2 separate regions of the Sus scrofa genome follow, and region 2 is linked to region 1. The links are chromatin contacts, called in public targeted proximity ligation maps. All regions are on one chromosome and are shown on one strand. The core of a region is the stretch at or near the end of the contact, and the rest is flanking DNA. Distances in the headings are between cores, read along the strand shown.

Region 1 (6,309 bases), core at 1,833-4,332:
TTGAAAAGTGAAATTATATCCATATTTACAAGCACTTCCGTCCCTTCTAGATTATTCTCCCTACCTTTGGCTTAAAGACTAAGGAAAGAACACATTTGCAATCAGACCACGCTACCCTTGATTGGAACAGGTGCTGGGAGGAAAAAGGTGAAAAATAACAGTGTGAAGTCAAGACTTGTAAGAGGAAGGTGCATGTCAGGCTGCATAACTTCTTAATCTTGGGGGGAGGCCGGAGTGTGCAGGGGAGGGCGGGGCTCAGGCTGCCTGAGCTAATTTCAGAGATCCCCTTTCTTTTTTTTTCCTCCCAACTAGTTCAAACGCCAGGGAAAGGAATTTAGAGGGATCTTCATGTTAAAAGGAAAATATGAATATGCATCAGATCTCCCACACACCGGAGGCTGGCTCAGAACAAGCTCCCTCGGATCGGATCAGATTGGCCCTGGTTTGGGGGGCAGGAGCCCTCCTCCCCCCACTCGGCTTCCTGAAAAAGAGTTTGCATCTTGCCCAGAGCTCCTGCTTTTCCCTCCCGGCTCAGCTCCACGCAGAGTCAGCTCACAGCGGGGAGGCCAGAGAGCATCTGATACTTGTTCCTTGGCCACTAACCTACCAAGTGTGTATTCCAACAGCCCACTTAAAAGCTGAACAGAAATGCTCTAGGAAACCCTTGAACGCAGATGACAGAGCCTGTCAGGGGGGTCAGCACACAGACTCCAGTCAGAGTTGGGATGTGTTCTCCGCCTACCAGGCGGGTGCAGGGTGTCGGAGGCTATCTGGGGCATGTCTTCACATAGGTCTGCCTGCACCCGGAGCCCAGGAGGGCTGCAAGGGGGGTGGGGGTGGGCGGGGGAGGGGGAGTCAGGGCCCAGGTGCTCAGCTGGGAGCTGTGGAGCGTGAGGATGGAGAAGGCCCTCAGGTCCACACCCCAGGGCCTACAGAGGCCCAGTGGGGGGGTGAAGGTGCTGCGCCGTCCCCACCCCCCGCCCCCGAGCCAGAGGGGCCATGTGTGGGCATAGCCCTAGATGAAATGTTTTCTGTGAGAAACCAGTCTTGGGTGGACATCTTGGGCCGCCCAGAATAGTGAGGAGATGGCAGGTGCTTGTCCTGAGAGGGAACCGGGGTGCTGGGGTGCAGAGAAAGCCCCCCAAGGGAGGCCCAGAAGTGGGGGGTCCAGCAGTGAGGGGAAGAAAATCCAGGCTCCCACCTTGACTCCCCCAGGGCCTTGGTCCTGGGAGGAAGCAGGGCCTTCAAAGGATGCCTCCCCACGGTTCCGCCCCCAGGGGTCCCTCACCCCACCTGGGGTCTGAGGGGTCTGACATGTTAGAAGCCCACGTGACCTAATTCCCTAATTGTCCTGAACTTTACTAGGAGGGGACCTGATGTGACTTACCCCACAGCCTCTCCTTTCCTGTTTTCTGAGGAAGCTGACAAAGACGATTTGTAGAAATCCTTGTAAATGAAAGGGCTGTGACCTCGTGGGCGGGCCAGCCCCTCCCCACAGGCTCCCGGTGCTGGTGGGGTTTCTCAGGGACCCAGGCTTTTCCATGAAAGACATATTCTTGCGTTGCCAAATGGGGGAGTAAACTAGATTCATGAGGTTGGGAACGCACCCCAGGCTTATTTGCTTTGCAGGGAGAGCTTCATCCACGTGGAGCCATGGTCTGTGAAGGCAGTGCCTTCCCCACTAGAGAAGGAGTGAGCAGACCAGGCAACCTCGGCCTGGGGAGGGTCACCCCCCCACCCCCCAAGATGCAGTCTTGGAATGTCCCTGGTTTGACTGGAATGTCGCTGGTTTGACTGGGGTATCCACAGCGCGTTATACTGCGTAACATATAGTGCGTAACACAGCGGCTGTTATATGTAACTTTGAGTCTGAATGAGAGGTGTGAGGTCCCTTGTGGTTGCATTTTCATTCCTAATTCCTCATTGAACTCAGCTTCAGATAAAGTCATTTAACCTCTGGAAGAGAAATAACTGTTTCCCTTGAGTACCAGAATTAGGTTCCGTACTCTTCCCTGCTTTCCTTAGAGGGTCTTTGGGACAAGTCAGTATAAGTGGGGGAAGTAATCAGAGTGAGTGTAGCCTTCTGCTGACACAGACTCCGCTTCACCACAGAGGGGGTCCCTTTCCTGAGTGGATGTGGATGAAACTCATGGACGTGACAACACACGGCAATGTGTCTGCCCAGCGAGTTCAGCTGGAGCATGTGCAATCCTGTGTGCCTATGTGTGTACATCGCTGCATGTGTGCTTGTGTGCCTGTGTGTACGCATAGCTGCATATGTGCTTGTGTGCCCGTGCTTGTGTGCCCGTGCGTGTGCCTGTGTGTGTGCCTGTAAGTGAGAGGGACTTGGTGGAGGAACTGCCAGAGGAAGGCGGTCAGGATGTCCTGGGCTGTGTGCTGGTGCTCTTGCTTCCTGGGGGTCACGGGACTGCTCTGGCCAGGCTCAGGCTGCGGGTTTTGCGTGTGGGTCCAGCTCCAGCGCTGTTGGGTCCGTAAGCACCATACCTGGGCACAGGTAACACCACTTGGCACAGAACCTTGCTAAGGTGGGAGCAGTTTTACTGAGGTGTATTGCGTGTGAGCCACTTGCACTTGGGGCTGGTTTCGGTTTCGAATCCCCTTCCCCTCTGGGGCTGTCCGGTTACTGCTGTGTCACCCAAAGTAAGAGACTCCTGGTCCTGGTGTTCGTCTGTCAGGGGTTGGCCACTGGCTGAGCAGGCCGCGCAGAGGGCGGAGCTGCGGTACAGCGGGTGCGGGGGGACGCCTAGCGGTGGCGGTGGGGAGGTGCCCCGACCTTCCTCAGTCCCTTTTCCGGACCAGGCCGCCCCCTGCTGGAAGGCGGGCGCTTTGTCTGCAAACTGGGGCCTCGATTTGATTTCATCCTGTAAACTACGAGCGTTATTTAAATCTTGACGTTTGAATCTGTTCTTAACTCACCGTGACTTCTCTGTGTTTGCAGACACGCAGGTGACATTTGCAAACACGCTGTGTCCGCTGCCAGGCGTGATCAGGTGCTCGTGCTCATCGTCTGTGCCCTGTGAAGACAGCCTCCTACTGCGGCCAAATGGGCGCACGAGGCAGAGTTTTAAGGGCGGGAACAGGGCGTCTACCACCGCCCGTGCCCCAAGCTAGACCCCGAGAGCATGCAGCGGGGTGAGGGGTGGGGGACAGGCAGGCCTCGTTCGATAAGGTCTGGCCATGTCACTGGGAGCTCCATGGGTACGAGTCACTTCACTCCCTCAACAGTAGCCCCCCCGCCCCGTGCAGGGGCAGGTGAGGAAATGGAATCGCCAGGGTGCCGTCACAGGGCTAGTGAGGGGCACAGGGGCGCGAGGCCCCAGTCTGCTTCAGTCCAAACCCTACTCAGCCCTCCTCTCTCCGTAACTGAATTTTCCCTTAAGGGCTGAGTTAGTGGCTTGTGAACCCAGGGTGTGGCCTGTCGAAAAGGGCTTTCCCACCTTCCCGCGGTGGGCCCTGCTCGCGTAGTCCCCACTGCCTCCTGTGTCCCTTTTGCCAAGTAACACTGGGTCATGGTTGCTTGATTCACAGTTGATGCCATTTGCCTCCAGGTGTTGGATGTGACCTCTGGGAGGACATTGGACCAGAGCCCTTGGTGCTGGGCTCAGAGGCTGCCCTGGTCTTTGTCCAAAAATAAGACAGTCACCATCATTAATTCTTAACCTATGAGCATCATGTGGTTTTCAAAACTGGATGTGACTTCATTCTTCAATGGGATTATGCTGGGGAAATAAACCCATCAGTACAGAAGCAACGTGCCCAAAGATGACAGAGGCCCCACACCCTGGCTGTTCCCCTCAGGAGGGAGAACTCCCATGAGAAGGACAGCAGGTCCACCCAGTTTTCTCTGTATGGTTGGAAGGCGACTCCCCTTGGCGCTAAGCCTCTGTTGGGTGAGCTTTGGAAATAGCTTGGGTGGTCTTAGGGGTAGAAGACACTCCTGGTGCCACCAAACACGAGGATGAGGGTGTCCCCAGAGATGGTGGCATGTTCCTTCTTCTCTAGTCCCTGCTGTGAAGCACCGACTGGAGCCTGTGCCTTCATGGAAACAGCCATCAGCCACGTGAGCCCAGCTTGTCCTCCTGTGCACGGGAGCCCCTCCTATGGGGACCCTCCAGTACCGACGGGCCTGCTGAGGCTCCTTTTCAACAGATGTCCCTTGTTCTAAGGATGATATTGAGGACTTACCAGGTTACTTATCAGTCTACACGCAGGAGAAGGCCAGGCACCTCTGCCTGGTGTGTGTGTGGGGGGGTGTTTGCAGGGCTACTCCCCCACATTGTTCCCGAGACATAAATCAAAGGACACTCGTGCCATTGAAGAAGTTCTGTGGTGGAGGACGAGCCCCCATGAACCCCAGGGGAGGCCATACGTGACCCCGTGGTGTGAAAAATCAACATGGCGAAGCCCCAGGTTTAAGCATCAGTGCTTATAGGGTGGGGGGGCCCGCGAGGAGGCTGTGGGGACACAGGGCACGGAACCCTTCCTTGGAGGAGCCCGCCGACCAGGTGGCCAGGCAGGAGCGCCTCTCACAGCCGTGGGATGTCGCAGGTACCATAGAGATACTGCCCAGGTGACCACAGAATCAGTCTGGAAGCTGGTCCTGTATGCTGCGTATTTTCCTTTGAGGATTTTGCTGCCCTTTTTTTTTTTTTTTTTTTTTTTTTTAATACTTGGAATAGAAATGTTGGCTATTTCCATAAGCAACGAATCAATGGATAGCAAAGTAAACTGAAAATAGTCATCTGGAAATGGCAAGAAACGTTATGCTCATCAGCACCTTTATCATTTTCCTCTAAGGACACTTAAATTGTACATTTTCAAGATATTTCACCAGACACAACTATAAGCAGCTCAGATGGAGGAGCCACCCAGGTGGAGCATCAGCAGGATTGCTGGTGCATTTTGGTGAGGAAAGCCCTACTTTGTGACCAGGGAAGGACAATTAGAGATGAGTCATTATAGCTCCTTTGGTTTGCATGGGCTTACATTTTCCTAGCTGTGTCAGCCTGGGAATGAGAAGGGGCTTGACTAGAAGCCCTTGCAGAGTGGTTCTCCTGCTTCGTCCCACCCACAGTGTAGATGGGCTTCCCTCGGGGACCCCGACTCCTGCCTGGAGTCCTCCAGGTGCCCCGTGACTTCTCTATCTTGGTGGTGGTTCATGCCCCCCGCAGCCACTGAGGCTGTTCCCATGCAGGTGGTGGAAGCCATTGTAAAACTCCTCGAACCCTCGGCTCCCCTCCTATCCAAATCAGGCATGTCTTATTAGACTGTCACCTCTACTGCCTTTGGCCCCTATAGCTGTGACCGTCACCTGGTTCTGAACTCGTCTCTGCGCTCAGGACTGGGGATAGACCCAGGGTTGAGCCATGAGGTCGTGGGGAACAAGCACCTGACAGATGCCCTGCTCAGCACTCAAGGCCTTTCCTCTGCAAGTCCTTTCCTCCACGCTCTGAACCCCTGCCTTTGGATTCACACCTTTGCTTCCCTGGAGGTTTCTGGTCTTTTATGCAAACGCACACCTGGGGCCAGCTCTCCCCCAGCAGGCACCTCCCCGTGGCTGACTGCCAGGAGGAGCAGAGCCCAGGGTCCTGAGTCCCCCCTTTCTGCCTTCCCTCCTTCCCTTCCCTCCCTCCCTCCTTCCCTCCTTCCTTTCCCTCCCTCCCTCCCTTCCCTCCCTCCCTCCCTCCCCTCCTTCCTTCCCTCTCTCCCTCCATTCCTTTCCTTCCTTTTTTCTTTGTATGGGTTATATAAGTACATTCATATATATATACATACACATATATTCTTTTTTTCAAGAAACACTTATTGAGTGCCTACCTTTAGGCAAGACTCACACCAGCTGTATTTATGAATCTTATTTAGCTTCGTCACCACTGTCTAAGACAGGTCTCATTTATTATTTCACAGCTGATGACCTTGAGACCCACACTTCATACACACTGCACTTGTTCTAAGTCTACCAATTTTTAAACTGGATATTAGCAGAACAACCCTTTATTGACCTCCAGGTATTTGGAAATCAGACAATAACAGCCCTTATGCAGACTGGGGTAATTGTGTTTGGTTAAGGGTATAATAAAGAATAACATGACCTAGCCTGAGTGCCCATTAAATTATGCAGTTTTAGAGTTCAATAATGACTGCAGACTTTGAAGTTCAATCGGTCTGGATTTGAATAATAACTGGTGTGACTTACTAACTGGGTGACCTCAGGCTAATTATTTAATTCTCATTTACTTTTTCGTAAAGTGGGAATATTGATGATTAACTGGCAGAGTTGGAAGGACT
Region 2 (6,331 bases), core at 3,493-5,992, 480 kb before region 1:
TGGAGATGCCAGCCTACATCACAACCTCAGCAATGCTGGGAGCAGCTTGTGGCAATGCCAGATCCTTAACCCACTGAATGAGGCCAGGGATCAAACCAGCCGGCATCCTCATGGGTACTAGTCACATTCTTTTTGTTTGTTTGTTTGTTTTTTGTTTTTTTAGGGCTGGACCTGCGCCATATGGAGGTTCATAGGCTAGGGGTTGAATCGGAGCTGTAGCTGCTGGCCTACACCACAGCTACAGCCACACCAGATCCAAGCCATGTCCGTGACCTACACCACAGCTCATAGCAACGCTGGATCCTTAACCCACTGAATGAGGCCAGGGATTGAACCTGTGTCCTCATGGATGCTAGTCAGGTTCCTTTCAGCTGAGCCACAATAGGAACTCCACTAGTCACATTCTTAACCCACTGAGCCACAACAGAAACTTCTGAATTTACTTTTAAGGTATTATCATTAGAATACAATCAGGGCAGAGTGGAAATAAATGGCTGGCAGCAACAGCTCCGATTAGACCCCTAGCCTGGAAACCTCCGTATGCCTCGGGTGCGGCCCTAGAAAGACACAAGACAAAAAAAAAAAAAAAAAAAAGAAGAAGAAGAAGAAGAATATAATCCAAACATCACAGGGTAAATAGGTCCTAAATGCTGCTAAACCTTTATTTTTAATTGAGGGAAAAATTTAAAAGCATTTCCTAAAAGAACAGCACAAAGTATTGTCATGTTTCCTTTTCAATGCACTTTGAAACAAAAGGTGGTTTAAGACCTAAAGTAGTGCTTCTCAACTGTGGCCCCTGGACCACCTCTATCAGTATTATCTGTAAACTTGACAGAAAGGCAAATTCTCAGCCGACCCAAAAAATTAGCAGATTCTGAGGGTAGGGCTGAGCCATCTTCGTTTTAACTGGACCTCAAAGTAATTCTGATGCTCAAGTTTGAGCAAAAATGACCTAAAGAGATGTTACAAGTTAGTGGCAGGATCTGGAAGAATCAATTTTAAAACCGCAGAGGCCATGGAGAACAGGGAACCCTCCTACACTGTTGGTGGGAATGTAAACTGGTACAAGCACTATGGAAAACAGCAAGGAGGTACCTCCAAAAACTAAATACAGAATTGCCATATGACCCAGAAATGCTACTCCTGGGCATATATATATTCAGGCAAAACTTTCATTCAAAAAGATACATGCATCTGTATGTTCATTGCAGCACTATTCACAATACCCAAGACATGGAAACAACCTAAATGTCCATCAACAGATGAATGGATTAAGAAGATGTGGTACACATACACAATGGAATACTATTCAGCCATAAAGGAGGAAAAAAGGAGGAAATGTCATCTACAGCAACATGGATGTAGCTAGAGACTGATACTAAGAGAAGTCAGAAAGAGAAAACCAAATACCATATGATACAACTCATATCTGGAATCCAATATATGGCACAATGAGCCTTTCCACAGAAAAACTTGTGGACTTTGAGAACAGACTTGTGGTGGCCAAGGGGGAGGGAGTGGGATGGACTGGGAATCTGGGGTTAATAGATGCAAACTATTGCATTTGGAATAGATAAGCAATGAGATCTTGTTGTATAGCACAGGGAACTATATCTAGTCACTTGTGATGGAGTATGGTGGAGGACAATGTGAGAAAAAAATATATCTATGTGTGTGTGACTAGCTCACTATGCTATACAGTAGAAATTGACAGAACACTGTAAATCAACTATAATGAAAAAATAAAAATCATAAAATAAAAAAAAAAATAGAACTGCAGAGGGAATTTAATGACCAGTCCACAAGGCCAAGGCGTATGCAGAATGGCGGCAGCCAGCAGACACCAAACACAGGCGGGGCCAAATGATGGCATCCCCCCATCCTGTTGGAGAATGAGACCCTGCTGGGATGGAAATGAGAGATAAGACTGGAAACCACTGGGCAATAACCCAGCCCTGGTTTCGAGTACTTTCATTTCATAATTCTGTAATTCCTTGTCTGTCAAAATCATACTATTTCAATATTTTGGTTCTTACATTTCAAACTTACTCCATAGCAGTTCATGCATATTTCAGTCAGATAATTCCACATTTGTATTCAAAAACTGCTGTAGATGCAAACTGTTACATTTAGAATGGATAAGCAATGAAGTCCTACTGTGCAGCACAGGGAACTAGATCCAGTCTCTTGGGACAGAACATGATGGAAGATAATATGAGAAAAAGAATGTGTGTGTGTGTGTGTGTGTGTGACTTTGCTCTATAGCAGAAATTGGCACATTATAAATCAACTATACTTTAATAACAAATAAAAACAAAAACAGAAAGATGAAAAGTTAGTGCTGAGAAAATAAATGTTAGTTACAAAACTAATTTTCAAAATGTATCCACTATCCTAACCAAGATAAACGAGAACTATACTTTGAAGCATTTCAAACAGAAAGCTTTTTAATGACTTTGGAAAACTGACTTCATACTTCCACAAATTCCTCCCAGATTCTCCTTTAACTGCTAATTCATTTTATGGTGGGGGGAAAAAATGGAAAAGGAAGCAACATTACATACCGGGGCCGACGTCGGTTTTTTGCTTTGTTTAAAGAAACGTGCTTCTTCTCAATGATGCGCGCGAGGTGGTCAACAGCATCGCAGCACTGCTGGGCCGTACCTGCTCTCACAGACACCGTTTCCAGAGGGAAAGACAACTGGTCATCATTAATGAAGAGCATCACAGGCTTACTGGCTAGCTTTTTAATTAAAAAGGTGATTTTACAAAAGATAGTATTTTTCATCTCTCAAAATACAAAATTTAAATAAATGATTGAGTGCATGTCCAAAAACAAAACCCATCTTCAAGGCTGCAGGATAGCGCGGTGCCCAGAAAGCAACACCGGCAACTCCAGCCGGCACAGCACAGCCTCCCGGCCGGGTCTGAGATGGGAGGAGGACTCCACAGCTTACGAGACCCCCAGAGCAGGCCAGAGCACCTCCATTTAGTGCTCTTATTTCAGGGGTATAAGTTCCCTGACCTCCCCTTAATATTTAGGTCAAACATACTGTAGCTAAATAAGAGCCACTGTCGGAGTAGAAGAGAAGTACAAGGGTAAAACCATCTACAGGCTTCTAGGGTTATTTTAGAAAAGGGTCTCGCACAACTTATTTGACCTCTGATACCATATCAGGGAAAGTTTTCTTTCTCTGCTTTCTAATATGGCAGTGATTTTTTTTTATATAGCATTTTTTTTATTACTCAATTACATTTATAGCTGTACAATGATCATTACAACCACATTTTATAGCATTTTGGCAGTGATTTTTAAAAGAGTAAAGTTTCACTTGTGGAGAAAACTCACCCACATGTGATGTGGAGACAAGCAAATTTAAGCTGTCGATAGCAGGACTCAATTCTAAGTGTTTTTGCTCATTAGTAGAGCTAACAACATGAAGGGTAACAGAGCTCAAGCCATCTGCTAAAAGATGAGATGCATCCCCACGCCCTCAGCCCCCGTCTGGGTGAGTGGGAGGGAGAGCCATACACCAGCCGTGGCGAGGCCCACAGCAGAGCCCATAGCACTGCCTGAGCCCCAGCGTGCAGCCCATCCAGAGGCCCCCAGCTCAGAGCGCCTGGGCTTCCAGAGAGAAAGTGAGGACCATCATTCATCACTCTCTTAGCCACTCTAGCCTGTTTCTAACTCAGAATCTTAAAATTATGTCTTAATTACTGTCCAAATAGCTTTATCACATTCTTCTATCTTTATGAGTTCAGAGACACTTAACTTATGTCAGTGGTTACTGCATCCAGCTTTCTTTACCTTGTGCAATCCTAAGTTTTCACAAACTGTGTCACCACAGTTAACTGGATGCTTCGTTAGACCTTTACAATCAAACGGCCCCACAGGCTGCTGACCAAACAGGGGTCAAGCTGAGTGGCCACCAGGGGGCCATGGGAGGCTTAGCGGGGAGACTTGGATGCCTCGGGTACGAACTGGGTTTGAGACAGTGGGGGCCCATCTTCCCCTCACCTGTTACCCTACATGTCAGCCGTGGAAGAGAAGACAGACAGCTGCTCACGGGGGAATAACCAGCCCCCAGCAGACAGGCTCTCCCAGGCTATGGGCAGGCAGAAAGCACCAATGAGACATACCCAAGGACCTGTCGTCTGCGTGGGCCAAGGCCAGACTCTCCACGTACGTAACCAGGGCTTCGAACACGAACTGTTCCACGAGCGCCTCTTCCTCCCTGCAAAATAAAGGGTCCTGAGCCTCAGCTGAGAAAACACAGAACAGAAATTAGGAGAAAAAGCAATGCTATTAAACAACACATGCCTTAACTCAACTTGTCTTCAAAAATGGCTCCAACGTTCTAAAACATGAAACAACCTAAAATACTTCTCAAAGATGAAAGCTTCCTCAAGAGCAGACCCAAGAGACACAGGTTCTTTTCACAGGCACCTCCCTCCACCTGTGGGTCTGCTCACACCCAAACTCTAAAGCCACAGTTCTGACCACGCTCCATACACCTCATTAAAATCACACATAACAGAAAAGATCTGGTACCACATCCACAGTCTTTTCCAATGAAGGCATTTTAAAAGCTCTCCACCTATCCAAAAATCTAAAAGCTCACCACCACCCATAATCTCTGGGCCTTTTACAAGTGTAGCTGCTGCATGTGGGTCACCTACAGACAGGGACCCCAGTCATGGGCAGGCCACGGACACAGGCCAGCCTCTCCCTGGAAAATCTGTTCCTCAGTAACACAGGACAGAGAATGACTAAGTACAAAATGCCAGGCATTCCAGTTGTGTGACCAAGCACAGGGTCACTGCCCCACTTCTGGGAAGGAGCGCTTTCTTGGAACAACGGGAACCACAGCGAGGAACCAGCAGGTGTTAGACTGGGACAAGGACAACGCAGAGTAAGACTGGAAATTGGTGTTTGGCTTAGCAGGAATATTATCCTAATTTTTTTTTTTTTTTTTTTTTTTTTTTGGCCACACTTGCAGTTCCAAGGCCGAGGATCAAACCCGGCACCACTGCAGTGACAAGCCAGATCCTGGACCCAATGAGCTACAAGAGAACTCCTATCCTAATTTAGAAAACAAAAAAAAACTCTGAATCCCAGAGGGAGACCTGAGAAGCCTCCCAGAGTTCCACAAGCACCATACGTCTGCCACACTCCCCATCACACCCCCAGATCTGACAAGAAAATAAAGGAATCAAGGTGTGTGGACAGGCCATGGAGGCAGCGGGAGCAGGAAAGGCCGTGGAGAAGCGCACTCCACGGTCGGACTACAGGGCCTGGGGTTGAAATTGGAGGCCCTAGCAAGCCAGGCTGAGTCTAAGAGCTTTTATCTTAGATATGGAAGCCAATCAAAGAGGTGAGCAGAAAAATGACACAACAAAATCACGTCCAAAGAAAGCTCTCCAGCACAGTTCATGAGTACACAGGAAGGAAACATCAGAAGCTGTGTCTTTATTCAACGGATGGGCCCTCAGACATGGTTCCCTCCAGCATCTTTTCCCCAGGCCACTTGGAATATGGTCCAGCAAATCAGAGCACCTGAGAAAGGCGGCACAGGGGACAGGAAACCAGGTCTGACAGGACCAGGGAAGGAGTGCCTAGGAGCAAGGGTAGGTGACAGGGCGGGCAAGGGTCTTGCTGACGGGGTTTTCCACGCGGACAGACCCAGAGGAGCGGGACCCAAGCAGCCCCACCAGAGAAGCTGCCCTCTGGCCCACATTCCGCCTGACCCCACCAGTGACTTGTGCTCGACCCGCACCCGACAGCTGAGGCAGGCGCCTGCGGACTGAGGAAACTAAAGGGTTGTGCACAGGCTCAGCAGCAGCACTCACGGCTGTGCGTCCCCCTCAGCAGTTCTGAAGAGCTCGGCTTTCCAGGACTAACAAGGACCTTATCAATCGAACTCCTTGGACAGAGCTCCTGGAACCTCTCGAGGAAGCTGAAGCCAGTCTCTGTTCAGCAGTTTCCCAGGATCCTTAACCTGACAGTGAAAACATTGACCCATCCTTACCTGGCCATGTCTATGCCTAACAGCTACTTTCCAAAATCCAGAGTGTGCCGCTTAGCGACCATACACAGGTAACGAAGCAAAAAGCAAAGCAAGGCTAGAAGTAATATTGAAGCCCGGAGAATGATTAACCCAGGAACAGAATATTGATAATGCTCTATTTCTAAACCAGGTGGTAAGGATGCAGGAACTTCTTTTATTATGTTATTATCCTACGAACTATAAACACTTTAGAGTTTTTCAAATTGAGGTGTAACTGACATAACATTACAACAATGTATATAATTGTACATTATATGTACAGC

Evidence for each region.
Region 2: a contact with region 1 is called in a targeted proximity ligation map of skeletal muscle, with 3 times the contacts expected there. A contact is called at or near these places in 1 of 47 Hi-C or Micro-C datasets (embryonic fibroblasts) and 1 of 2 datasets of targeted methods (skeletal muscle).

Annotation. Positions count from the first base shown.
Region 1 is chr4:79,257,569-79,263,877 of Sscrofa11.1, reverse strand. No RefSeq gene overlaps it. Among named protein-coding and RNA genes, the nearest start is that of SNAI2, 4.2 kb to the left of the region's middle.
Region 2 is chr4:79,744,047-79,750,377 of Sscrofa11.1, reverse strand. It overlaps PRKDC (DNA-dependent protein kinase catalytic subunit), which reads right to left. Exons shown (of 86, transcript XM_021089419.1): 28 at 4,141-4,235; 29 at 2,565-2,664. Among named protein-coding and RNA genes, the nearest start is that of PRKDC, 60 kb to the right of the region's middle.